2 separate regions of the Mus musculus genome follow, and region 2 is linked to region 1. The links are chromatin contacts, called in public Hi-C maps. All regions are on one chromosome and are shown on one strand. Each heading gives the region's core, a stretch centred on a gene start, on an enhancer-like site or on the middle of the called end of the contact. The rest is flanking DNA. Distances are from core to core; before and after follow the strand shown.

What was found. A called contact is a pair of places that touch in the nucleus more often than the background predicts.
Region 2: a Hi-C map of liver shows a contact between it and region 1, with 4 times the contacts expected there. The contact joins the promoter of Ar here to the enhancer-like site in region 1. A contact is called at or near these places in 4 of 39 promoter capture datasets (3T3-L1-derived adipocytes, liver and pre-B cells), 12 of 484 Hi-C or Micro-C datasets (CD4 T cells, cortical neurons, embryonic fibroblasts and 4 more), 3 of 115 datasets of contacts at active chromatin or transcription factors (hepatocytes, kidney and liver) and 4 of 9 other capture datasets (adipose tissue, embryonic stem cells, liver and 1 more).

What each region holds. Positions count from the first base shown.
Region 1 is chrX:98,049,620-98,054,003 of GRCm38.p6, reverse strand. No RefSeq gene overlaps it. Among named protein-coding and RNA genes, the nearest start is that of Ar, 97 kb to the left of the region's middle. Within about 2 kb of position 2,358, at least 4 of the 459 cell types and tissues checked have an H3K27ac peak or open chromatin away from gene starts, as enhancers often do. A contact at or near this core is called in hepatocytes, kidney and liver, where this site is marked.
Region 2 is chrX:98,146,925-98,151,308 of GRCm38.p6, reverse strand. It overlaps Ar (androgen receptor), which reads right to left and starts at 2,552. Exons shown (of 8, transcript NM_013476.4): 1 at 1-2,552. The coding sequence starts at 1,527.

The DNA of each region.
Region 1 (4,384 bases), core at 1,109-3,608:
AAAACAAATTTTTGCAGCTGTCAGGAGCCAAGACAGCTGTGAAAAGTGAGTTGGATTGCGTTCTGCTTCTTGTATCACCCCAAAGCTTTGCTAGGACCAGTCTCTAGAAATGTTCCTACCAATCACATTACAAAGGAAAGGGTCATGTGTCTTTTTCACTGGCTTTGAGGTGCCCAGGAACTTGGCTTTTAGCTATCTCATCTTGTTTCAACATGTACCCTGAGTAGTTCAAAATAGGAATGACACGAATGATATGAGGCATTGTGGTAGTTTGGTTTTGTTTTTACAAATCTTCGTATCCTTGCCATAGCTTCCCAAAGTTGTGCCTAAATCAAAATCACCAACACCTGTTCTCTCTGAGTTGCACTATCTGGGAGAATTGTTTCTGATTTGTGAAATCCTCATATGTGGTTTTCCATTCTAGATGGTCTCAAAATTGGCATCTTATTTTTTTTTTGTTTTTTTGTTTTTTGTAAATGCAAAACTGAAAATGGTTGAGGACAATAGAAATCTGCCAGTAATAGCTATGTTTGCTACATAGAGTCTACTTCAAATGACAATCTGGGAGTCCTGATTTAAGATTATTACATTTTTTATAAGTTTAGTGGACCACGCAGTGAAGATTAAGTCCTGGTAGTGGTGTTCAGTTTAACTGTATAAGTCACATGCTCCTTATTTAAGCAGAGACCATCCATCCCTCATTGCTGATTTTTAAACTCAAACTGCCCCTTGACTGGAAAACAAAAAAGTTTAATTCCTGTTCTGATGTAGACATCTATAGAGTGATACAAAAAAAAAAAAGAAAGAAAAGAAAAGAAAAGAAAAGAAAAGAAAAGAAAAGAAAAGAAAACTTAACCAGTGATGCTGAAAAAAAAAACTACTAGAGGACTTTACTGCATTATGACTGCCAGGGGGCAGGAATTATCTTTGACCTCTATCAATCTTTTACAAGAATTCTATTTCTGTGATCTTCCTTGACTTCCCACGACAAAGTACTGACTCTCTTTTAGTCAAATTTAACAACCTAACCAGGCTCTATGCCGCCTCATACTTACTTCCCAGATCAATGCATGACTGCTGCTTTCAAACCACATGATTAGCTCAAAGACTTTACTGGTTAATATTTATAAAAAACACTTTGAAGATGAAATCTTTGTTGTGTAGGGAAACACTAGACACAGATAGTGGAATTTTGAGATCTAGGCTTTCTTGTCTAATGGCAATATTAAACAATACAGTTTTTTTTACTTAATGTGGTCGTTTCAGTGACAATAGTCTTCTTAGACTGAAATAACAAAGGTCAAATAAAGAGGCTGCAAAATCTGATGGGGTTTTTCCCAGTTCCATTATAGAATGCCTGGATTACTTCTGAAGACAAGTTATTATTGCTTCATCTCTCTAACCTTCAGTATCCCCTGCCTTCCAGGCCCCATGTCTACAAAAGGCTCTGGAATAATTCTTAGCAAGGAAGCACTTCATACTATTAAGAGAAGGTGGGAATGGGTGGGTAGGGAAGTGGGGGGGAGGGTATGGGGGACTTTTGGGATAGCATTCTAAATGTAATTGAGGAAAATAAGTAATAATAAAAATATTTTTTTAAAAAAAGAGAGAAGCATAGTCAACAATGCCCTGTCTGGAATTAGCTTTAAATGTCACCTATGCATAGAAACCTATCAAACTGAATTTTTAAAAGAAATAATACAGAAGCATTAATGTTAGTTTTACAGAGACAGATAACTTAGTTTGATACAATTTTCTATCCATTATTCTAGTGCCAGAAATGCCCAAGCTAGAAGAGTGTGGAGAAACAAAAACATCAATTCTTTTCTGTTGGACTTCTGAAAAGATTCCACCTTCTTCCTTTAAAAGGAACTGAAGCATCTGTGTTTTTAATTACACACCAGGTATAACTACACCCTGCCAAGAATGCAGCAGCACTGTGAGATCAAGGAGCAGAACCAAAAGAAGACAACTTGAGCTTGGCTTGGAATTCCAACCTCAGCCCAAGTCTGTGACTGGGAACATATCCATGCAACTCCATGGCCTGCCTCCTGGACAGGCTGTCACCCAAGCAATTGAGTAAGAGGGCAAAGGACAAGGGTGAGAAGGTGCTTCTTCAGCTCCTGTCTTTTAGCTGTGTCAGTCTGCCAGCCTGACTTTCACTGGAACCAGTTTACACTAACAAAACGATTTGCTTTTCCAGAAGCTCCCTGGGCATATCTTATGGTCTTATATTGACATTAGTTTTTGGCCCTGGGTCATTAGAAACCTGAATGAATTTCAAGGAGTCCCAGCACCCTTGATAGGTTACCAAACGTTTTGAACTGGCTAGTTCAAACATGCATTTACTAAGCAAAGCACTCTGTGCCAGGCCAGTACTAGGAACTGGGGTACAAAGTGTGATGAGGCCTAAGCTCTGCCCTTCAGGACCTCATAGCCTATTTACAAAGTGAGAGCCATGAAGAGATTATTTCAATACAAATCTATTAAGGACAGGCTAGAAATTAGAACTTCAAGACTTATAAGCAATAGAAGAAGCACACCTATCCAAGTATAGGGGCATGAGAGACTCCCTGAAGTTGGACTCACTAGATACAGTTCAAATTCAAAGGACTTAGTTGAAGAAAAATGGACAGAATATATACTGTAAATGCCAAATAAAGAACAGTAAAGACAGGTTCAGGGAGTATCTAAAGCACTCTGCTTACGCAATGATGAGTCAGGACTTCTAAAACTTACAGGTCCAAATTTGCAGGAATGAGAGAAGCTGGACAATAAGAGTGAAGAAGACTTACTCATGGGAGTATTAGATGTTTCTTTAAATGGCACTTGTACTCTAAAGTAACTGGGAAAATAGTTAGCAATTATATCACATGATCAACCACCCAAAGCTTCTATAGACAACAAACAAAAAATAGTAGAGTTGAGGAATGAGATGGGCAAAAAGAGTTGCAAGCCATATCTATGTTCATAATATAGAAGGAGCTCAATCAACTCAGTGGCATAAACATCTAATTGAAAATGGGTGAAATTTTTCAATATTTCTTCAAAAAAAGGCAAATGCAGAACAGATACAAGAGAATATATTGAATATGACTAAGCATCATGGAAATGCAAATCTAAACCACAATGAGATATTACATTATATCAGTTGATTAATTTTTATCAAAGAGTCAAAAGATAACTGTTGAGTTGAGTATAAAGTAAATGAACATTTGCATATTGTTTGTGGGCACATAAATTAGTGTGACTTGGGTATCACATTATAGAGGTCTCCAAAATGTAAAAGCAGAGGGTTTAGAAAGATAGACCAGTGGTTACGAGAACTGAATGCTCTTCTAGAAGACCTGGGTTTAATTCTCTTTACAACTGCCTGTAACTTCCAGGGAAGTCACAAAAAAATGAATGTTTCATATAAATATACCTGTTTCCCTCGTTTGATGAAAAAGAAAGATGCATTGAAGGCTGTGTTATGAATGACTAAACAAGCCTATAGCAGAGTTTGGAAGCTGATTATGGGATAATCATTTGGAGAACCACTCCCTGATGATGACTTTAGGATTCCTACATCTTTCCTTCCTCCTTTCATCCTTATTTTCTCTCTTTTAACATAAGAAATATTTTCATATAACTTTTATAATCTCTAAAGCTCTATATAGACTAACAGGTTCCTAACTTTCCCCTCCTAACTACTGTATCCACTTTAATATTTTTTTTACAAAGTTTATCTAATACTTGGCCCTTATCCTTACTCATCCTACCTCTCCTTTTCATAGTTAATCTTCACTAAAATCTGAATATTCTTCATACTATCTATAATTATTTATCTGTATATTATTAGTGTATTAATCTTAGGCACTGGTAGGTTCTCCTCCAGTTAGCATTCTATTCAGGATACAAAATAGAGTTTATAACAGGCAAGTTGAGCCCTTGGAGTAAGGAATTCTTTTCTAAACTACACACTTCACTTTATCACATCTAATTTCTGCATAAACATTGCATATTGAAAGAATATAGCTCATAAGAAAAAATAAACCGAGGAAAGAAATAATAGATACATGCATAAGTCCCAACACAGAAGACACATAAGAAACACAAAAAACAAAAGTAACAAAAATCCTCCAAAAATTATTAAGCCTATAGTAAATGGCATCAAATGAGAATGGAATGAAATCCCAGACAAAGAACTCAAAAAAGTTATTACATATAAGTTCCAAAAAAAATGAACCAAAAATATTCTCTGGCTCTAGAAGACAAACAGATTGATGAAATAAGGAATGAAAAATGAGATGTGAAAGTTGAATTTAACAAAGAGAAATACTGGAGAAAAACTAATCTAAATACCCCGTGGGCTTTTGTGAAGATACATGAGTCCTTAACTATA
Region 2 (4,384 bases), core at 1,303-3,802, 97 kb before region 1:
GTTCTCCATCCAAGGTCCCATTTCACTTTTGACACAATTGGGACTGGGATAGGGTACTCTGTTCACAACTCCACCAGGATACCACACTTCGGAGGCAGAGTAGTCACTCTCCTGGCTTGTCAGCCCCTGAGGGGGCCGAGTGTAGCCATAGGGGGCTACAGGCCCGGCATCGCTTGGGCTGCTGCTGCCGCCCCCGCCTCCTGGCCCATATAATTGGCCTTCTTCAGCTGTGAAGAGAGTATGCCAGGAAGAAGAGGTGGTGGCTGGGGGCGATCCAGTGCTGGGCCCGGCTACACTCCCTCCATGTAGACTACCCAAGTCCCCATAGCGGCATTGCGCTGCCGCCGCAGCCCAGGCGCTGCCGTAGTCCAATGGGTTCTCCAGCTTGATACGGGCGTGTGGATGGGTAGGGGGCGGGGGGTGCGGCGGCCCGGACAGAGCCAGCGGAAAGTTGTAGTAGTCGCGATTCTGGTATGCTGCTGCCTCGTCTAGTGCTCCAGATTTATACAGAGACAGAGAGGACGGGATCTCAAGTGTCCCAGAGCTACCTGCTTCACTGCTGCCAGAGCACCCCAAGCTCTCACCTTCCAATCCTTTGGCGTAACCTCCCTTGAAAGAGGAATACTCAGCAGTCTCTTCAGTGCTTTTGCCTGGGCCTTCGTCCAGGGGAAGACCTTTGCATTCGGGCAGCGGCGCACAAGGAGTGGGACGCACCGCGGGTGGACCTCCCAGGAGCGACGCGTACATGCAGTCTCCCCGAAGCTGTTCCCCTGGACTCAGATGTTCCAATGCTTCCACACCCAATCCCATGGACACAGACACTGCTTTACACAACTCCTTGGCACTGTCAGATATGGTTGAATTGCCCCCTAGGTAACTATCCTTGGAGGAAGAGGGAGCCCCCGTGGCCTCCCTGGCTCTTGCGCTGCTGCCTTCGGAGATTACCTCCTGCTGCTGTTGGTGCTGTTGGTGCTGCTGTTGGTGCTGCTGCTGTTGTTGCTGCTGCTGAAGAAGTTGCATGGTGCCGGCCTCGTTCAAAATGTCTTTAATGTCGGCGGAGCAGCTGCTTAAGCCTGGGAAAGTGGGGCCCAGCAGGGACAACGTGGATGGGGCAGCTGAGTCATCCTGATCTGGAGGAGCTGGTGGCTGCTGCGGCAGCCCCTTGCCAGGAGCGGTGGCCGCCCCAGGCTCGGGGAGGCAGCTGCTCTCAGGGTGGCCCTCGGAGGCTGCCTGCTGCTGTGAAGGCTGCTGTTCCTCCTCCAGGGCCAGGTAGCCTGTGGGGCCTCTGATGTGGGCTTGAGGAGAACCATCCTCAGTGTGCTGCTGCCGCCGCCGCCGCCGGGGGCTAGTCTCCTGCCTCTGCTGTAAACAGGCGCCGGGAGGTGCTATGTTAGCGGCCTCAGGGTGCCTGGGGCCCGGGTTCTGGATCGCTTCGCGCACGCTCTGGAACAGATTCTGGAACGCTCCTCGATAGGTCTTGGATGGGGGCCGTGGGTAGACCCTTCCCAGCCCTAACTGCACCTCCATCCTTGAGCTTGTCTGTAGCTTCCACCGAATTCCCTTATCCTGCCTCCTCGTCTCTTGCTCTGAAGAGTTCTCCTGACTGATGATGTAGTATCTGCAGCTAGCTGCCCACCTGCGGGAAGCTCCGGGGAAGAAAACTTGCAGGAGGGGGGGTGGGTGGGGGGAGTGCCCAGATAACCTCAAAGTCTCCAGTAAAGGAAGGCACGCGCAAGACAGGATCTGCCCTGCTACTTACACAGTTTGTCTCTAAATACTTGAAGAACAGATTAAAAGATGCTCAAACCTTGACGGGAGGGAAAAGGGGAAATCCTCTGCCTTCCAAATTCAAAGTCCACTGAAGCAGGTGCAAATAAGAACTGGGCTATTTTCTTTTTGTTTTCTTTTAGCTTTTGTTTTGCTTTCGACTACTGAAACCCTAGCTGCCTTTTCATCTTTTCATTTCTAACACCACACACAGGGTGAGGGGCGGGCAGGAGGAGGTGCAGGGGCGAGAACCTGGAACCAGGGACTCTCCTGGGCGTGCTGTTGCTCCTCAGTCTCTGGGCTCCCAAAAGCCTTCCTTGCAATGTGCAACAAGCTCCCCTACTCTCAGCCAAAGGGAGTTTACCTCTGTGCAAACTGGCTGGCAGAGCTGGGGGTGTAGGGGAGAGGGTTGGCCAGAAAGCCTGCCTAGTCAGCTCCTGGAGAGGGGACCCAGGAGGGGGTAAGGGTAGAGGGGAAGAGGACAAAGGCAGCCGTAGTCCTACCGGACACTTTCCTTGCTTCCTCTGAGTCTCCCGCAGCTTTTAGAAACTTCACCGAAGAGGAAAGGGCAGCTCCTGGGCGGCGGCTTCGAAGCCGCCGCTCTGCAACAGGCGTTGGCTGTCGCTGGGCTGGGGCTGGCGTGGTGCGTCCCTTAAGCTTCTGTATGGCACTGGAGTGGCTAGCTCAGTCTTTTCCCCTCTGATGCCCTCTCAGCCTCCAGGTTTGCTCCGGACCCTCTGGTTCTCCCAGCAGGCTGGCTCCTAGGGATCTCCGAGGGGGCGCTGGGAGGTGGAAAGCAAATGCAACAGTTTGTGAGTCGGTCCCGCCCCCGCAGGCCGGCCTCTCTGCCTTCCCACCTCCTTTCTCTCTCCCCTCCCCTCCCCTCCCCTTTCCTTTTCTCCCCTCCCCTCACCGCAAGCTAGCGCAGAGTGGCTTTAGAGAACGTAGTGCTGGCGTAGTATGGTTGAAGGCTGGAATGACTCACTGTAGCCTTTGAAGACCCCTCTTCCCTAAATACCACTTGTTTTTCGGAACCGGGCTTTAGGCTCCAAAGCAGAAGCGATTTTTAACAGACAAGTCTACCGGCTCCCCAGGAGGTTAGCACAGGCAGAATTTCATTCCTGAACCCAATCCCAAAACAGACTCTTGGAGGTTGGAGGAGGAAGAGGCATTAGAAGTACCAGCTACCAATTGCTCTTAGGTATTCCCTCCCCGCTCCCCCCAGGGCCCACCAGGACAAGCAGAAGGGAGAGTCTCCTGACATTAAAGAACAAGCTGCAGTCAAAGCAACTCTTGCTGAAACCTTTGAGATCCTCCTGTAGGATAGCTGGGAATTCCTGACACCAAGCCATTTGATCTGGGAATTCTGGGCCCAAGAAGCCCATGGTGGTCATTTCTACCTTATTCCCAGCCCTTCTTTCTGTTGGGAATTACCTGTAATTTATACGTTTTATTTCTTCAGACATGCACAGGCAAAAATCATCCAGAAAAGTGGGCAAACACAAATGTCAAAAACACTTGTCATGCATACACGAACCTTTGATTTTGTCCAAAGCGTTGTTTGTATAGAATCCTTTAGATGTCTAAATTGTTTGCACTTGAAAACCCTTACCTTTGGTAGAGGAATCACAGAGGGATGATCTTTCTTTTGATGGACAAGTAAGAGTGAATGAAGATGATGTAGGATACTCCCAACTGTAGGGACAAGTATGCAATAGAAAGATGGAGACTAGACCTATACAGAAAATGTCCTTAGAGAAAGGTTGTAGACCCCATCACTTGTAAATGGCTTTAACCTCTGGATCTGTCCCAGCAGGCACATGAGTGCATTTGTTTTGTGAGACTCACGGTGTTCTTATTTGTTTTGGGGGGCATTGTTTTATCTTTCTTTCGAGACAGGGATTTCTTTTGTACCCCAATGATCCTTCTGATTCAGCTTTTCAAATACTGGCGTTGGTGGAGTATGCAATCACACTAGCTATTTCCACATTTACAGGCTTCTACAGTTGGGGGGGGGTGCTTTATCCATTGTACTGAGAGTTTACCTTTATTGAAGGAGTTAACTGAAACCTCAAGGGGGAAAAGAAGTATGCATGATCAACTCTGCTTCACAGATAAAGAAGGGAAGCAAGGACATTGTTGTATTTCCCATATTAGCAGAACATAAACTTTCCAGGTTTTTTTTTTTTTTTTTCTACACTAGCTGTACACTCATCAGATCCACAACTCTTGGAAAACAGCATAAAGTAAACTTTTCTAACAAAATGACCTGAGAGTGCTTCCTCCTTCCCAGGTGAAAAATTATCTGCTGTGAGTAAGGCAGTTGAGGCCTTATTGTGCATTTGTTATTGCTTTTTTCTTAGTTTCACAAACCACTCTTTAGGATTAAAAAAAAAATAGCAAAGTTATTCAAAAGCTGTCCAACTGTAAAATGGGTAATTCTCAGTATTCTAGTGTAGGGTGCTGAAATGTGGATACTTTGAAGACCTTATTTTTTTATTTTTTAAAAGATTTATTTATTATTATATCTAAGTACACTGTAGTTGTCTTCATATGCACCAGAAGAGGGCGTCAGATCTCATTATGGATGGTTGTGAGCCACCATGTGGTTGCTGGG